2 separate regions of the Oryctolagus cuniculus genome follow, and region 2 is linked to region 1. The links are chromatin contacts, called in public Hi-C maps. All regions are on one chromosome and are shown on one strand. The core of a region is the stretch at or near the end of the contact, and the rest is flanking DNA. Distances in the headings are between cores, read along the strand shown. Region 1 overlaps LOC138850618 (a long non-coding RNA gene). Region 2 overlaps LOC127493424 (a long non-coding RNA gene).

Region 1 (7,278 bases), core at 924-3,423:
AGGGATTGGTTAAGATTTTGTTAATTTCTTGTGTGGTAGGAAATAATGGCACTTGTGGATACTCTGTAAAGGCTAGCTCCAGGCACACCCTCCACATATGGAGTGGGGAATGTCGGGCCTGTGGGTCGGATGGGGCCAGCAAAATCACCTGACCTGGCCCTGCCAAGGCAACCACAGGAGGCACGCAGAACTCAAGGACTCTAAGGCAGGATCATTTTTTTTTTTAAAGAAAGGGTCATTTATTTATTTGAAAGAGTTATAGAGAGAGGGTGAGAGCGAGAGCAAGAGCGAGAGAGCGAGAGAGAGATGCACTATGTGTTGGTTCACTCCCCAGAGGGTCACAATGGCCACAGCTGGGCCAGGCTGAAGCCAGGAGCCATAGCATTCTTCTGGGTCTCCCATGTGGGTCCTGGGATCTAAGCACATGGGCCATCTTTGGCTGCTTTTCCCAGGACACTAAATGGAGAGCTGGATCAGAAATGGAGCAGCTGGGATGTGAACCGGTACCTACCTACACCACAACGCCAGCCCCTAGCAGGCTGATTTCTAAGCTGATCAATTTGTACAGCCCACGACTGATGCTATAAATATCCAAATGGCCCTTGGCCGAAAAAAGGTTCCACATCCCTGCTTCTACATCAACCCCATTCTAAACATTTTAAGAAGACTTGGTGAAATCCACAATTTTATTGGCGAAATCTATCACTAGTATTTCGACTCCTAAAATGTCCTCCCTGCACCCAACTATTGGAACCAGTAGATTACATTCTCCCAGGGCCGAAGCCATCTCCTTGTGGCTAAGAGACAAGGAGAGCTGGCCACTGACGAGGGCTTCCTGCTGAAGTGGCTCTCACTGCGACAGGACCGGAATTCGCACAGACGTTCTGCATCTTCTTTTCAGATTTTGTTGTTGTTTTCTCATTGCTTGTTTTTCAGGAGAATGCAAGGAAAACACGACTTAAAGGATGAGAAGATAAGAAAGGCTTGGATGCAAAGGAAATTCCAGTGATGCTTAAAACACCATGACCTCAGCCCTGCGAGGGAAGGACATTGTGGGCAGGATTTTCCTCTTGGGGGCAATCTGTTGAAAACCCACACAGAATGAAAGAAAACCTATTATGGGAAAGAAAGAGAGCTTTCTCGAATCCTGCCTGTATAATTACATATGTATGAGAGCTACAATTCCTTAGAATGAAATCTTGTCCCACATATGATTGGGGAATTATTAAATGTTGACTATTAAATATTTTAGTTAGTTTCACACTGTGTTTATTTCTCCCAGAATGATGAATATGCAGATTTAAAATTGAATTTCTTCGTTCCCAAGCAAATGATGAAGCCAAGTCCTTGACGATGTCTAGCTTTTACAGATGGGCCCTCTGCTCCGATGAGTCACCACAGCAGGCAGCAGCCAGTGTCAGAAACCCCACGCCGCCCCCCAGCTCCGAGAAGGAGGACCATTGCACTCACTCTGCTGATGGTCCCCGGGCGCCCGTGGGACGCTGTGGCCTGCTTTAGTTACCGCCGCTGCCAGCTCCCCAGCCCCAGATCCAAGCACAGGCTACAGACAGACAGGGTTCCCAAGAGCAGGGAAGGGCGAGAGCAAAGGAAAGGACAGAGCCGCGTGGTGGGCGACGGCACAAAACGCCCACCTCTGCGTTTTTCTTGAGCTTGTTCAGCCTGCCTGGCCCCCAAAGCTTCGTAGCTGGTCCAGGAATTCAATGCAGGCGTCCCCTGTGACTACACAGAATGTGTTTGCTGTGTTGAAGGCCAGCCCAGGCCTAATTTTGAAAAGTAAATCTGGGAAACAGCTTAATTCCATTTCCCTAGGGATTTTTTCTGGGACAAAGTTAGAAGGGAAGACAAGTTGAACAAAATAGCAGTTAGAGGCAGAGGCTGCTTTGAGCGAAAAGTCTTCCCCATAATCCTTGCTCCCCGATGTCTATCATGTGAAGCAAGTTAAGTAGATTTTCAGTAAACGGTGATGGTGGTTTTGGGTGCTTACACTGCAATGTTTTACAGCCCTTGTGATGTGGCATAAACTGTGGGGTCATTAACTAAAATGTCCCCTTGAATACCCAGGAGAAAGTACCCAAATGATAGGAGTCGGCATTGTGGAATAGTGGGTAAACCCACCTCCTACAAAGCCGGCAGCCTATATGCATGCTGATTTGAGTCCCTGTTGCCCCACTTCCAATCCAGCTCCCTGCTAATGGCCTGGGAAGAGCTGTAGAGATAGCCAAAGTGGCCTCTGTGCACACATGGGAGACCCAGATGAAGTTCCTGGCTTCGGCCTGGCTCAGCCCTGGCCTTTGTGGCCATCTGGGGGAGTGAACCAGTGGATGGGAGAGCCCTGTCTCTCCTCCTCTCTATAACTCTGCCTTTCAAATAAATCAATCAAATCCTTTTTTTTTTTTTGTTAAAGTACCCAGTGAGCTGTGCTTTCTTGATTCCACAAGTGTTTCCTAAGCACAGACTAGGCCTCTTAGTTCCATGCTCTTCCTATAGCACACACAGTGCTACCTTGGGAAAATTAAGCATTAGTAACACAAATTCAGGACGTTTGACCTTGTACATCTCAAGTTGAAAACAGCCGTTTTGGCATGATGGTTAAGTCATGGCTTGGGATGCCTGCATCCCATTATGGGGTGCTGGGATTCAAGTCTCAGCTCCATTTCTGATCCAGCTTCCTGCTGGTGCACACCCTGGAAGGCAGCAGATGATGACTCAAAGTCTTGGGTCTTTGCCACTCATGTGGGAGACCTGGATGGAGTTCCTGGCTCCTGGCTTTGGCCTGGCTCAGCCTTGGCCGTTGTGGGCACTTGGGGAGTAAACCAGCAAAAGGAAGATCTCTTTCTCTACGTCTCTTTCTCTATTACACTGCTTTCAAGTAAATTAAACATAAATCACTAAACATTGAAATAGCCATTTTGGCAGAAACTCTAAGCCATGAATATAAACGCAGTGTGTTTGCCAGAGGACTCAGTGCACTGTCAGAGCACAGGCTGTGAAATCACACATTCTGGGTCAAACTGGCTTTTGCTTTCCAGTTAGTTTGCCCCTAGGCAAGTTATATAATCTCTCTAAGCCTCAATTTGTTCATCTGTAAAATGGGTATAATCATATTACCTATTTTCTTAGCATTCTCATGAGGATTAAGTGCATGAGAACAATTGGCACAATAGAAGCCATATGAAGAGCTGGCCCATCAGGGCAGCTACCTGGGGGTCCATGTTTAAGGCTGCCGAACACCTCGGAAAGAAGTGACCAATGTGACTCCAGTAACTCAGGTTTCTACACACCAGCCTGATGTAACTGCATGAGCAGACAGTGAGCTTCAGAGAGACAAAAAGTATCCTAGTTGGCGAGTGTTGCTGGGTTGCAGGGTGCAAATGGAGCCTTGCCACCACCTACCGAAACTAGCAGCTATCGGCAGCTGAAAACCCGAAACCAATGGCGCCGGTCCCCTGGCTGTATTCTGAAGAACTATGCTGTTATCTAGACTAGAATCCTGAGGCCTGGTTCCCTAAGCAGTGTCTGATTTAGAGAATCGTAAGCGACAACAAGAATGAAACATGGCCCGCATTCTGTCAGCCTGAAAGTCTAAGAAATTAGATTTTTAAGCAAAATCCGAACAAGATTTTAACAACTCTATCAAGATAAGTTATCTCTCTGCTTTGAAAGAAACACTATTCAGTTATGAGAGTGAAATAAGTGAGATGGAAGGCAATTCTAATTAAGTTAAAATGTTTCAGTGCATGAAATAATTCTCCAGTTTTGAATACCCAAAAAGACACGTATGAATTATATCAGCAGAAAACCAGTTCCTCCCACCCTCAGCAAGCAACTGGAGGTCCACAGGATACTGGATTGTAGGGACGCCAGCCGGAGCCAACCCAAGCCGCCCCTGTTCTGCCTGACCGCAGACGCAGTGCCTACCGCACAGTAACTCCCAATTCGCGTTTACTACTGGAATACCTGTATTTGCATAGAGAGCAACCTGTTGTAAAGCGCCTGGTTATGAATTTCTGAGCAAATGTGGAGTCAGTGGCTTCGGGGCCTCAAACGTGCGACACAAAGGCCAGGGAAGAAACGGCCTGGCTGGCCTCACCTCCGAATCTCTCGCATACGCTTCGCCCTGCTCCACCCCGCCCCCCGCCCCCGCAGCCTTCCTTTTCCTCTCCGAGCTGCCTTCTCACCCACCTTCACATGCCAAGCCCCTAACGCCATGCGTGGTGCACAGTCTCAGCTGTGCCAGCATCCCTCTCCTTCCACTTCTCCATCTGGCCCACCCCCCAAAAAGCGGTGCTGTTTGACCCACTGCTGATTAGTGAGCAAAAATTCCAGAGAATAATCTCTCTTCTCCGAATCCTCCTATGAGACCTCTGGGTGATGGTTTTCCCCAGCTGTTTCATGCCAGTGAAGGGTGGGTGGGTGGTAGAACAGTGGCTGGGCAGGGGGTCAGGAGGAGAGGGCTCCAGGAGCAGGTGTGCCTTAGCCAGCCAGACCTTAACATGGTTGTGAGAAAAGTGCTTCCTGTTCAGCAGATCTCCCGGAGCCGAGGGACGGTGCTGCTGCGTACCTGGGGTGTCCAAACATTTTTATAGGAGTACAAATCTTTTTTGTTTTCTACATACGCTGTCTTACATGAAGTTATACAGAGCGGGTGTAGCAAGAGATGTTCTAGAAGTAGGCCAAGGCACTCAGAGCTCCTGCTTGGCCTCGTAGGACCTGTCCTCCTCACCACTGCCACTCCTCCCGCCGGCTCTTTGCTGGCCTCCTGAGAACTCACTGGGAAAACTGTGGATGACATGGTTCCCATGGCCTGCTCTGGTCCAAGGTGGCTCCATCGGGGAGTAAGCTTCTTTTCTTTTTCTTTTTTTTTTTAAGATTTATTTATTTATTTATTTATTTGAAAGTCAGAGTTACGCAAAGAGTGAAGCAGAGGGAGAGAGAGAGAGAGAGAGAGAGAGAGAGAGAGAGGTCTTTCATCCACTGGTTCACTCCCCAGATGGCCACAACGGCTGGAGCTGCGCCGATCCGAAGCCAGGAGTCAGGAGCTTCTTCCGGGTCTCCCATGTGGGCACAGGGGCCCAAGGACTTGGGCCATCTTGTACTGCTTTCCCAGGCCACAGCAGAGAGCTGGATCGGAAGAGGAGCAGCCGGGACTCGAACTGGCACCCATATGGGATACCAACACTGCAGGCGGCAGCATTACCTGCTATGCCACAGCGCTGGCCCTGGGGAGTAAGCTTCTTAGGGGCAGGCATGGAACCTTATTTCATCTGATTCCTCCAACCATTCCATCCCTGCAATGTTTAGCAAAATGTTAGATGCATGTAAGCAGTTCACGTTTACTGACCACTTTCAACTTTCTGTTGACTAGAAAATCACTGGAAAAGTGTCCACGTATGCTTGTAGTTGTGTGGGTTCAGCTTACTTGAGTTGAAAGTTCAGAGTTTGTTTAGGATTTTCACGATGAGATGATAAAAAAGAAACACCCTAGGGTGCGGTTTCCTAGTAGAGTGCTCACTCCCTTCTTGGTGTCCTGAGCATTCTGTGAGCAGGAGTCATCTTTGGGATGCTTCCTGGCTGCCAGCTGACTTCTCTCCAGGACTGGCACCAGCAAGCGTCCTCCTGGTCTTCCTGAATGGCACCGCCTTACCCCCTCCCCAAGCCCTGGCCGGGGCTTATTGTCCTTGCAGTGGACACCGACCCCAAGCAGGCCGACTTGAATCTTTCCTCAAAGATTCTAAACTGGCACCAAGGGAAGAGTGTCCTCCCTCTGATGGCCGCGGCCCCTGGACGCTGGCCTCGGGGGCTTTCTGTGCCATGCATCCTGCCGTGTGAGGTTGGTCCTGCTGTGGGAGAGAGGAAGATGACGGAGAGACATGGCAGTGCTTCAGTGCCAACCTCCAGCTGTTCCTGGCTGCTGTCCTAATTCCTGACCATGGTGAACTCTTGAATTCTCTGACTGGCCTAAACTAGTTGGATTCAAGCTCCTGTCACTTTTTATTCCCTAAGATTTATTTATCTATTGGAAAGGCAGAGTTTACAGAGAAGGAGAGAGAGAGAATGTCTTCCATCCGCTGGTTCGCTCCGCCAATGGTCTCAATGGCCAGAGCTGGGCCGATCCAAAGTCAGACCCAGGAGCTTCTTCTGCACCGCCCACGTGGGTACAGGAGCCCAAGCACTTGGGCCATCCTCTGCTGCTTTCCCAGGCACATTAGGTGGGAGCTCGATTGAAAAGGGAGCAGGTAAGACTCGAACAGCGCCCAAATGGGATGCTGGCACTAGAGGTGGCAGCTTTACCCGCTATGCCACAGCGCCAGTCCCTGTCACTTTTAACTCAGAGAATCGAGGGTAATGCAGGGATCTTCCCTGTTTCCTGTGTTTTTTTCTGCTTTCACGTGGTTTCTCTTTTGTTAGTGCTCAGAAGAGCCCCACACCTACTTCTGTGCCTCTGCCTGAATCCTAGGTCGTCACCTGTGCCCAGAAGGGCCCCCTCCACACGCCGACCCTCACAGGCCTCCACTGCTTTCAGCGAGACTGGTTGTGGCCGCTCCTGTGTGTTAGCACCACGTCCCCCATAGCCTCTTGCGGTACTTATGGACAGAATGCTGATCACCTGTCTGCTTCTTCTCCTGGGCTGTCACTTCCTTAAGGTCCAATTTCTCTATTCCCTGTGCCAACACAATGCCTGGGATGTTGTCGGCCTTCAGTTTGGTTTGGTTTGCTCATAGCCAAAGGCCTCGCCAGATGTCACAACCAGGCTCCACCTGTTTGCTCCCTGAGTGAGGGTTGTACCTTTCCTCCTGGGCCGGGAAAGTCTCCTTGCCATGGTGGAGCCGTGCCCTTTCCCTCAAAGCAGAAGGGGGAATCACCCCAGGGTCCCTCTTAGATGGCTAAAATGTCTTTGCGTCACTGCTGGTTGACTGGATGTGTGAGTGAGCCTGGCTGTGCGGGAATCCAGGGTCCCTGCACAGCTGGCCAAGGAGCAGAGAGGTCCCACAGAGCCATCGAAATGCCCTGCATCAAATAAGGCCCTGTTGTTAATTAGAGCAGGTACAGGCAGCGCGGTCAGATTTGTACTCCAATCTGAAAGGCACACAGTGCTGCCCCCATGCTGAATAAGCCCGTGTGACGCCCGAGGCTGCTCCGTGGCCTGGTGAGGAAATTTCAAGAGCCCCCTCCCACCCCCCCACCTCCCGCTGGCTATTACAACATAGGAATGCCAGGCGTTTATATAGATTTCGGCTCACAACGGTTCTGTGGAGA
Region 2 (7,386 bases), core at 2,912-5,411, 140 kb before region 1:
TCATTAACAATGGAGGTGGAACAAAGAGGAAGGAATCGGAGAGAGAGAGGTGCCAAGGGCATTGCGGGCACTATGTGGTAGCTTCAGTTCCTTTGGGTGAGCTGCTCCCTCCTTGCTGCTCTCAGTCAAGTCTGTGCACGATTTCTCCTTTTGCCAAAAAACCAACCATGGCTTTTAATGCCAAACACAGTCAGGGCGCAGCGATCAGGAGGGTGCTAGAAGTCATCTGTGTTAAGAACAGGATCCTGGCCACGCTCCCGTGTGGACAGCCGTCAGGGAAGCGGGCCGCACGCACTTTGGTGTAGAGATGGATGGCCTTTGCTGGAGGTTCCCGCAGCCTGCCGGGGCACGGTGTGATCTGACAAGTACAGGAAGGTTATTTGCTGTCACCCAAGGTATACCGGGCTTGCGATCTGAAGCCTTAGCTCTGAGTTCTGTCTCTTCTCACTCCCTGGTGATGGGTAAGTTACCTTCTTCACAGCCTCGTAATGAAGGGCAAGTGAGAAAAGTTATGACAGCACTGTGTAAACTGTGAGGTTGTGCAAATATTAGTTTGTTGTTGTTACCTAGCAATGCTAAGGATGGTCCTTGTCTAGGTTCCAGTTAGGGAGCCAGGGTCTGCGTGGGCTTGGCAGGCTCACTGACTACTGAAGGGTGAAATTAGGTGAGAAAGGCTTTAACACGGGCTTCATTTTGAAGACTGAAAACAACATGATGGGTGAACCATGTATAATTTTCCTGAACAGTTGCTTGCGGTGGGAACTGGCAATCCCTTCTCACCGGGCATCAGTTATGTGTTTAATGGCTCCTCCACCCCATCCCTGCTGTGGGTGTTCCCGAAGATTCGGCACCTACAACAAGGCCTTCTCGTTGGTGGGCTCAGCCACAGCTGCTTCATCAGTCACCTCTCCCTGGGGCTCTTTCCTGGCCTCCAACTTCCCAGCCTGATGCTCCTTTCTTGCTTGGGCCCGGGAGCTGACACTTTGCTGGGTTCCTCACCTGCCCCCTTGGACTCCAGGCTTCTGACTCCCCGTGCTTCCCAGCCATACCCCACTTCCACTGTGTTCTGAGCATTGGAGCGGGAGGTGGGTGACTTGGGCTCTGCACTCCCATCTCTGAGCTGTGCCAGATGCTGGAGGATGTAACTGGAGAGCTTTTGGCCAGAAGTCTCTCACAGTCCTCAGTGATGCCCCAAGTGCATTTGCTGATGTCCTGGCCATGCCACACCCACTGAGGCTGCCACACGTGTTCCTGTCTCACCGGGCAGTCTCTCCAAAGCACCCACAGTTACGCATCAGGTTAGAGAAAGGGAGTCACTTCCTTCTGTCTGGGAGGAGCCCTCTGGGTCTCCTTCGGCTCTGCCAACTCCCAGGCACTTGGCTCTCATCTTGTGCTTTTCTCACTGCTGGCTTTTGCATTCTTCCCAAGAAGGAGTTTTCCCCATGACCACTGTGCCTAGGGGCCAGTCTTAGGCCTCCAGGTCCTCAGGAAATTCACCTTGACCTCAAGGGTAACTTGATTGCACAGTGGGCTGCACTGACCTGGCTTTGCCTCCAACTCTGGACCTTGGCGCTTATGGCCTGCGTGTCTCCATCCTAGGGCTTCAGTGAGGCCTTTGCTCCCAGCCTCAGGGGCTGGCCTGCTTCTCCTGTCGCCTGTCCTGCTGGAGCTCCGGGCAGGATGCCGCTGGAAAGCCCATCTCCTTCAGCCAGTACTCCGGAGCCCATTCCTCGCTGGTAGTTCTGAAACATAGCCCTTCTCTCACAGCTGCGTGAAAAGCAGCCAAATGCCCATTCTTAATGTGTGACAACTGAGGCTCCCATGCAAACCGCTGTTATCTCAGCAGGAGAGCAATTTGCAACCATTTAAAATCCTTTCCCTCTTCCCTTCCCCTCCTCGTATGTTATACGCACACCAGTCCATACTTATTAGTGCAGATGGTGAGAAACTCCCCATTGAAAGGGCTTAGAGCACAGAGGGAAATGGATTTTTGGCCTCACTCTGGCCTCACAAACAAGAAGTTTTGAATGATTTTAGGTTCCTGATTCTCGCCTCAAAAGAGCACAGTTTGCTTCTCTCCAAACACAAGAGGGTGTAAATTGGTAATTCATCTCAACCAAAGGCCACATGATGAGCAATTGTAGAAGTATTTTGTTCTTGTTGTGCAAAGGAGGAACCAGCCGTCTGAGTGTGGGTTCCAGCTGCTATTTGCCTTTCACCATTTGCAGCCCGAAGCACCAGCTCGGGCAGCCCTGGCTCTGGCTCTTGGGCTCTGGGCTCCTTTTTCTGCTTTTTCACTTGCGCCACAAACAGGGCTATCGCAGGGTTAGAAGTCGCCTCAGCATTTCCATGTGACTTCTCTCTCTCTCTTTTTTTCAGCTAAAAAATAAATCCGTTCTAATAAAAACATTTATACTATATTCTTTATTGTCAGCTAATCCTGCCCGAACTCATTAAATGGCAGTGTGTGGGTTATTTGCTGTCAGTGAAATTATCAAAGGCATTTTTCTGCTGGGGCACCAGGAAAACATATGCTTCAATGCCAACTAAAACAATAATGAGGAAATGTTATGATCAGGCTTGACCAGATGACCCTGCCCATTTTAGATTAGTTCTTAATTTCAGCACAAGGGTCATCCCGTGAATTCGTACAATAAGTCACTGCTCACCACTCACATGAAAAAGATGTGACTTATTAGAAAACTCACTGTACTCATTGCAGTTAATGAGATGTGGAAAGCTTTGTAATTTGATTTGCTGGTTCCATATGCTGTAAAGGGATACTGCTGGTTTCATTCCTCCGTATTTAATTTAAGCAGTATGCAATACCTTCTTCATATGGCTACTTATATAATAAAAATTAACTTAGGGTATAAAAAAATACACCATTGTGGGGTTTATGACTTGATGTGGTTCAGTTTCAAGTGTTTTGCATGGAAACATCTGTAAGTAATGTGCACGGGTCTAATTTTAAATCCCGCCAAATATTTTCCATTTAACATTTGGTCTAACTGACAAGCTTGCAGAGGTGGTTTTCAGAGCTGTGGGTAACAGATACAGACTGTATTCCCAAGGCAATAGCCCTCCTTTTGCAAGTGGAAGATAATAGTCATTCAAAACTTGATTTTCTGACCCTTTTTACATTTCATTGGGTACAAACGGGAGTTCAGAGGTAGCCACCCCTAGCCCTTGAAGAGCCAGCTGCAGTTTAATCTGTTACCCCTAAAAGTCGTCACCTTGGTTTTGACCTTTGGTTTAACATCTGTGAGCGAGGACACAGGGAGGCACTTTGGGAAGATTGGCTGTGGGTAAAGTCCCCTTCAGGGCAGGGAGGGAGAAAGGGGAACTGGGCTGAGAAGCAGGCTAAGGTCAAGGAGGTTGATCTACCTCCCCCAATCCCCCCACCCTCGACAGGCTGCCCAAAAGCCAAATTCAGGCCATTGTGCGTTAAAGAAATCCTTGTCCAACTCAGATGCCTCAAACTGTCGGTGGAGCTGGTCAGAAGCTGAGCTGTGAAATCCTCAGACAGAACCCCTCTTTTCTCAGCGAGGAAGGGTCTCAGATGAAATAGGGGTCCTCGAGTTCAATCTGAATTTCTGATAGGCCAACCGTACTTCTCGGTATAAACACGCCTCACGCCACATTTGGGACATGCTTGTAGCAGCCATGTCTCTGCATAACTGGGCGTCCTGTGTTGGAGCTGCTGCTGGCCGCGCAAGGCTCCCACCCGGGTCAGGCTTGCTCGCTACCTCCATCGCCCTTCGCAGACACGGAGGCTTGCCTTCGGGTTGTAGGACTCCGCTGGCTGACACCATGAAACAGCTGGGGCAGGCAGGCGGGTGCGCAGAGGCCGGCGGGAGCCTCCTCGCCCCCGGGCTGGGGGCGCCACGCTGCACGGTTGAGAAAGTGCTGAGTCGGCAGCACCGGGCCGGACCCGGCGGGGACCCCCGCCCACCCCAGGCGGAGAAACCGGAGAGGGGGAGGTTCCACCGCAAATGGCGCGAGGTGTGGCGCGAAAGCTCGGGGAAACTGTCGGTCTGGCTTCCCAGGGCACTGAGTTGTGAAACTTGCAGTTGCGAAATGTCCCTCGGGGGCTGAGAACCCAAGTTCGTTCTTCATTGTCCACGACAGCGAACGGTGCCCCCGCGGTCCCTTGTGTGTGGCGGGGAGGACGTCCGGGGCCCGCGGCGCGGCCCGGGTGACGGCGGCGGCCGCTGGGGGTCAGGGTAAGCCCGCCGAGTGGCGCCGCTGCCGCCGCCGCGAGGGCAGGGCGGCTCCGCAGCCGGCGCGCCCCGCCTGCCGGGTTGACGCAGGAGGCACCTCAGGTGTCCCCGGGGCCGCCGCCGCCTCCCCGCAGGCCGCGGGCTTGGGAGGCAAATCTGGGCCGCGGCGCACGCGTGGCTCGAATGTCAGGTACTAAATTGCCTTTATGAGAGCCGCGCAGGCCTGCGATGACAACAGGGTGATAACAAAAGAAGTGTGGCCTTGTGGAAGAGTGTATGTGAAAGGAAGTGATTCATTTGAATTCAGAAGGAGTCTTGAACCCAGGCGGAAGCAGCCAAGCCCCGACCTGTCTCGTAGAACTTAGCTTAAGGGAGAGAGAAAAAAAAAAAAAAAAAAAAAAAAAAAAAAAAAAAAAAAAGGAGGGGAAATCGTTTAGAAAGAAAGGAAAAAAATAAAGAAAAAAAATACACCAAAAAACAGGACTTGTGGGAAGTGAGCTTCACCTACTGAGAGATGGGGACTGGTCGGGCCTTGAGAGAGAGGCTGCAAATAGATCAGCGAGTGCCAGACGTAGGAGAGAAAACATAGTAAGTGGTTTGAGAGCTCGACGAAGACACTTCTGAAAAAGAATCGAAATCGTCCCCAGCGAAGAGCGTCCGCCTCCAGGGCGGCGCAGTCGTTGCGTGCGTCTTGCAGGCTCAGAGGAAACGCTGGGACGCCTGTTCACTCCCTGAACGCCAGGCTCGCAGCCAACTGCGCGAGGTGGTTGGTTTTTGTTTTCCAAAGACCAGTCTTTTTCCTCACAGCCTCACTTTTCTGTTCCTTTTGGTGATGATACATCCTCGAGAAAGAATCTGGACCTTCCTTGGGACCTGAATGAGAGCAAGTGGCTGCGGTGTAGGGTTTGGGAGATGGGGGCGTGGCTGCTGTGATTGGGAATGGTGTTGAAGGGGCTGATGACAAACGGACGCGCCTTGAGTGTTGGTTACCGTGTTCAGCGGCATTGTGCCAGCCCAGGTGCCAAGGCGTACAGAGTCCCAGTCCCAGGCTCACGCCCAGGAGCTTGCGGTCCCAGCGGGGAAGCCGACGTCGCCAAGGAGGAGGGACGTTGTTTCATTCTATGGGAAAACGCGTCTGTCTTGTTTTTTCTGTTCACCCAGAAGCTGAGAAAAAAACTCAGGCAGGTCAACGGGGCCTTATAAACAAGTGGTACCCTGGCAATACCAAAGTCCAGCTTCCCTGGCCCAGGCAGGCACCCGGCTTTGATGGCCGACTGCTTCCTTTTTCTAAGGGGCCCTTCTTTTCTAGTAACCCAAAGTACCCTTTGCTTTGAGCCACACCCTTCGCCTGCAGTCCTACGGGGTGCCGCCGAGATGGGGGCAGAGAACAAGCGCGTGGCTTGTACTGTCTGACTTTATAACCAGCTGTTGAATGACCCGACGAGGTTTTCATGTGAGAACGGGGAAACGGTTCTTTTTCCTTCTGGAAGGAGGAGAAGCCAGAAGTTTATTTAATCTTTTCTAGGCAACTTATTTTATTGCATTTTTAATTTCCTCTCTTGCATTAACATGACCCTTTTCACTGGCTTCCCACGCCTGGTGCTTAATTACTTATCATTAGCAATGTACACGGGGGCCTTGCTGCATATTTATAGATGTGATCATTAGTACATGGAAAGACAAAGGCTTCTTTAAGGCTGTCATTAGTTATTCTGTTTTCATGGAAATGTTCATTAGGAGAAACTACCCACCTGGTTAAATAATTATAATTAAGAATTGGTAATCTCCTCTGCATTTTTAACTTGATCTTCTGTCTGTTGGTATGAAGCTACACAAGCTGGATTTGGCCAGAGTTCTATCTTTCATTTTCACAAGAATTGTCAACAAATACAGACTCTTTGTTTTTAACCTATAGGTGCTGACTGATTTGCCGTCTGATCGATCTGATTTTTGTAACCTGGCAGTTCCTCTCCAAACCCCTGAACCAGCCGTGGAGAGTGGGGAGTCAGGGAAGGCAGTCACAGGATCTCTGGTTGCTTTAATTTTCTGGGCCTTTGTCAATGGTGCACACTGAACTTCAGGCTTCTTGCCCAAACTTTGCAAAGGGTCTCCTTTAGCTTCTCAACCACAGAGACACCAGGCTGGGTGGCCACTGCCCTGCATGTGCCAAACAAGACAAGTGGCAGCTGGCCGGTGCGAGTGTTTGTGTGTCAGCATCTGAGTCTTTCTATGTTTCTGATGAGGGCTAACCGCAGCAGTGTCACAGCCGTGGCCCTGCCAACGCTTAGGCAAATACAGTCCACAAGCAGTCTTCCAATTGCTAGCAAATGGTCATGAGGCCCATACATGGCTACGTGTCAGCTGAGCTGAAACAAATGAGGTGACAGAAACGCAATAAAGGGAGCGTGGTCAGGCTGCCGCCCACTCCCCTCTGCCCAGACTGGTGCTCGGCGAGCTGCCACCCTGGACTGATGAGAATTTGCCAGTGATCAACCACAAGTGTGGGAAACACTGGGTGGGGGCATAAATATCATCTGTAAACAATTAGGCAGCCACTGCTCATTCAGCGCCGTTTGGAGAAGCTAAGGAAGTCTGCAATCAGTTATATCTCCAATTACCGTAAAAATATATTAGCCATTCATTCATTTATTAATGATTCATCAGTTAACCACACATAATGAGCAAATAATTAGCTGTGCTGTACGGTTGCCAAAATTGAAGAAGTGTTGGCATTTTAAAGATGAAAGGTTGCATTTATGCAAAAGTCTGGTGATGATAAAGTTAATACGGAAGATAATTATAAAAGTGGCTGTCCTGTATTACAGGCCGAGGTACCACAAAACTTGCCTAATTGAACTGAAATTAATATTCTTCCAAAGTCTGCGTGTTGCCACACAACAAACGGCTGCATTTCTCTCGAAGATCTCCCTTCAGTAAGGTACACTGCACAATACAAGTTAATAAAATGCCAGACAGCTCGACTGTGTTCTTTGTTTGCTTGGTTCAGGGCCTCGTGGAAAACAATAAATTGCATTCATGTCAGCTGAGGCCCATCCCTTTGCTAATTACCGTTTGGTGCTGAAATGACTTCTGTGAAATTGGGAGCATGAGGAAACATCCAGCCGTACAAGAGAGGCTTTTCAGAGTTTTGCAGTAAATGTGA

The links. Hi-C and Micro-C count contacts between places; a contact is called where the count stands out from the background.
Region 2: a contact with region 1 is called in a Hi-C map of skin fibroblasts, with 2.0 times the contacts expected there. The contact joins two enhancer-like sites. A contact is called at or near these places in 4 of 6 Hi-C or Micro-C datasets (ear pinna, psoas muscle, skin fibroblasts and 1 more).

Annotation. Positions count from the first base shown.
Region 1 is chr7:83,831,681-83,838,958 of mOryCun1.1, reverse strand. LOC138850618 (a long non-coding RNA gene) reads left to right here. Exons shown (of 2, transcript XR_011390595.1): 2 at 937-1,251. Among named protein-coding and RNA genes, the nearest start is that of LMO4, 47 kb to the right of the region's middle. Within about 2 kb of position 2,173, at least 4 of the 8 cell types and tissues checked have an H3K27ac peak or open chromatin away from gene starts, as enhancers often do. A contact at or near this core is called in ear pinna, where this site is marked.
Region 2 is chr7:83,971,431-83,978,816 of mOryCun1.1, reverse strand. All of the region lies in intron 1 of LOC127493424 (a long non-coding RNA gene), which reads left to right. Among named protein-coding and RNA genes, the nearest start is that of LMO4, 190 kb to the right of the region's middle. Within about 2 kb of position 4,161, at least 2 of the 8 cell types and tissues checked have an H3K27ac peak or open chromatin away from gene starts, as enhancers often do. A contact at or near this core is called in ear pinna, where this site is marked.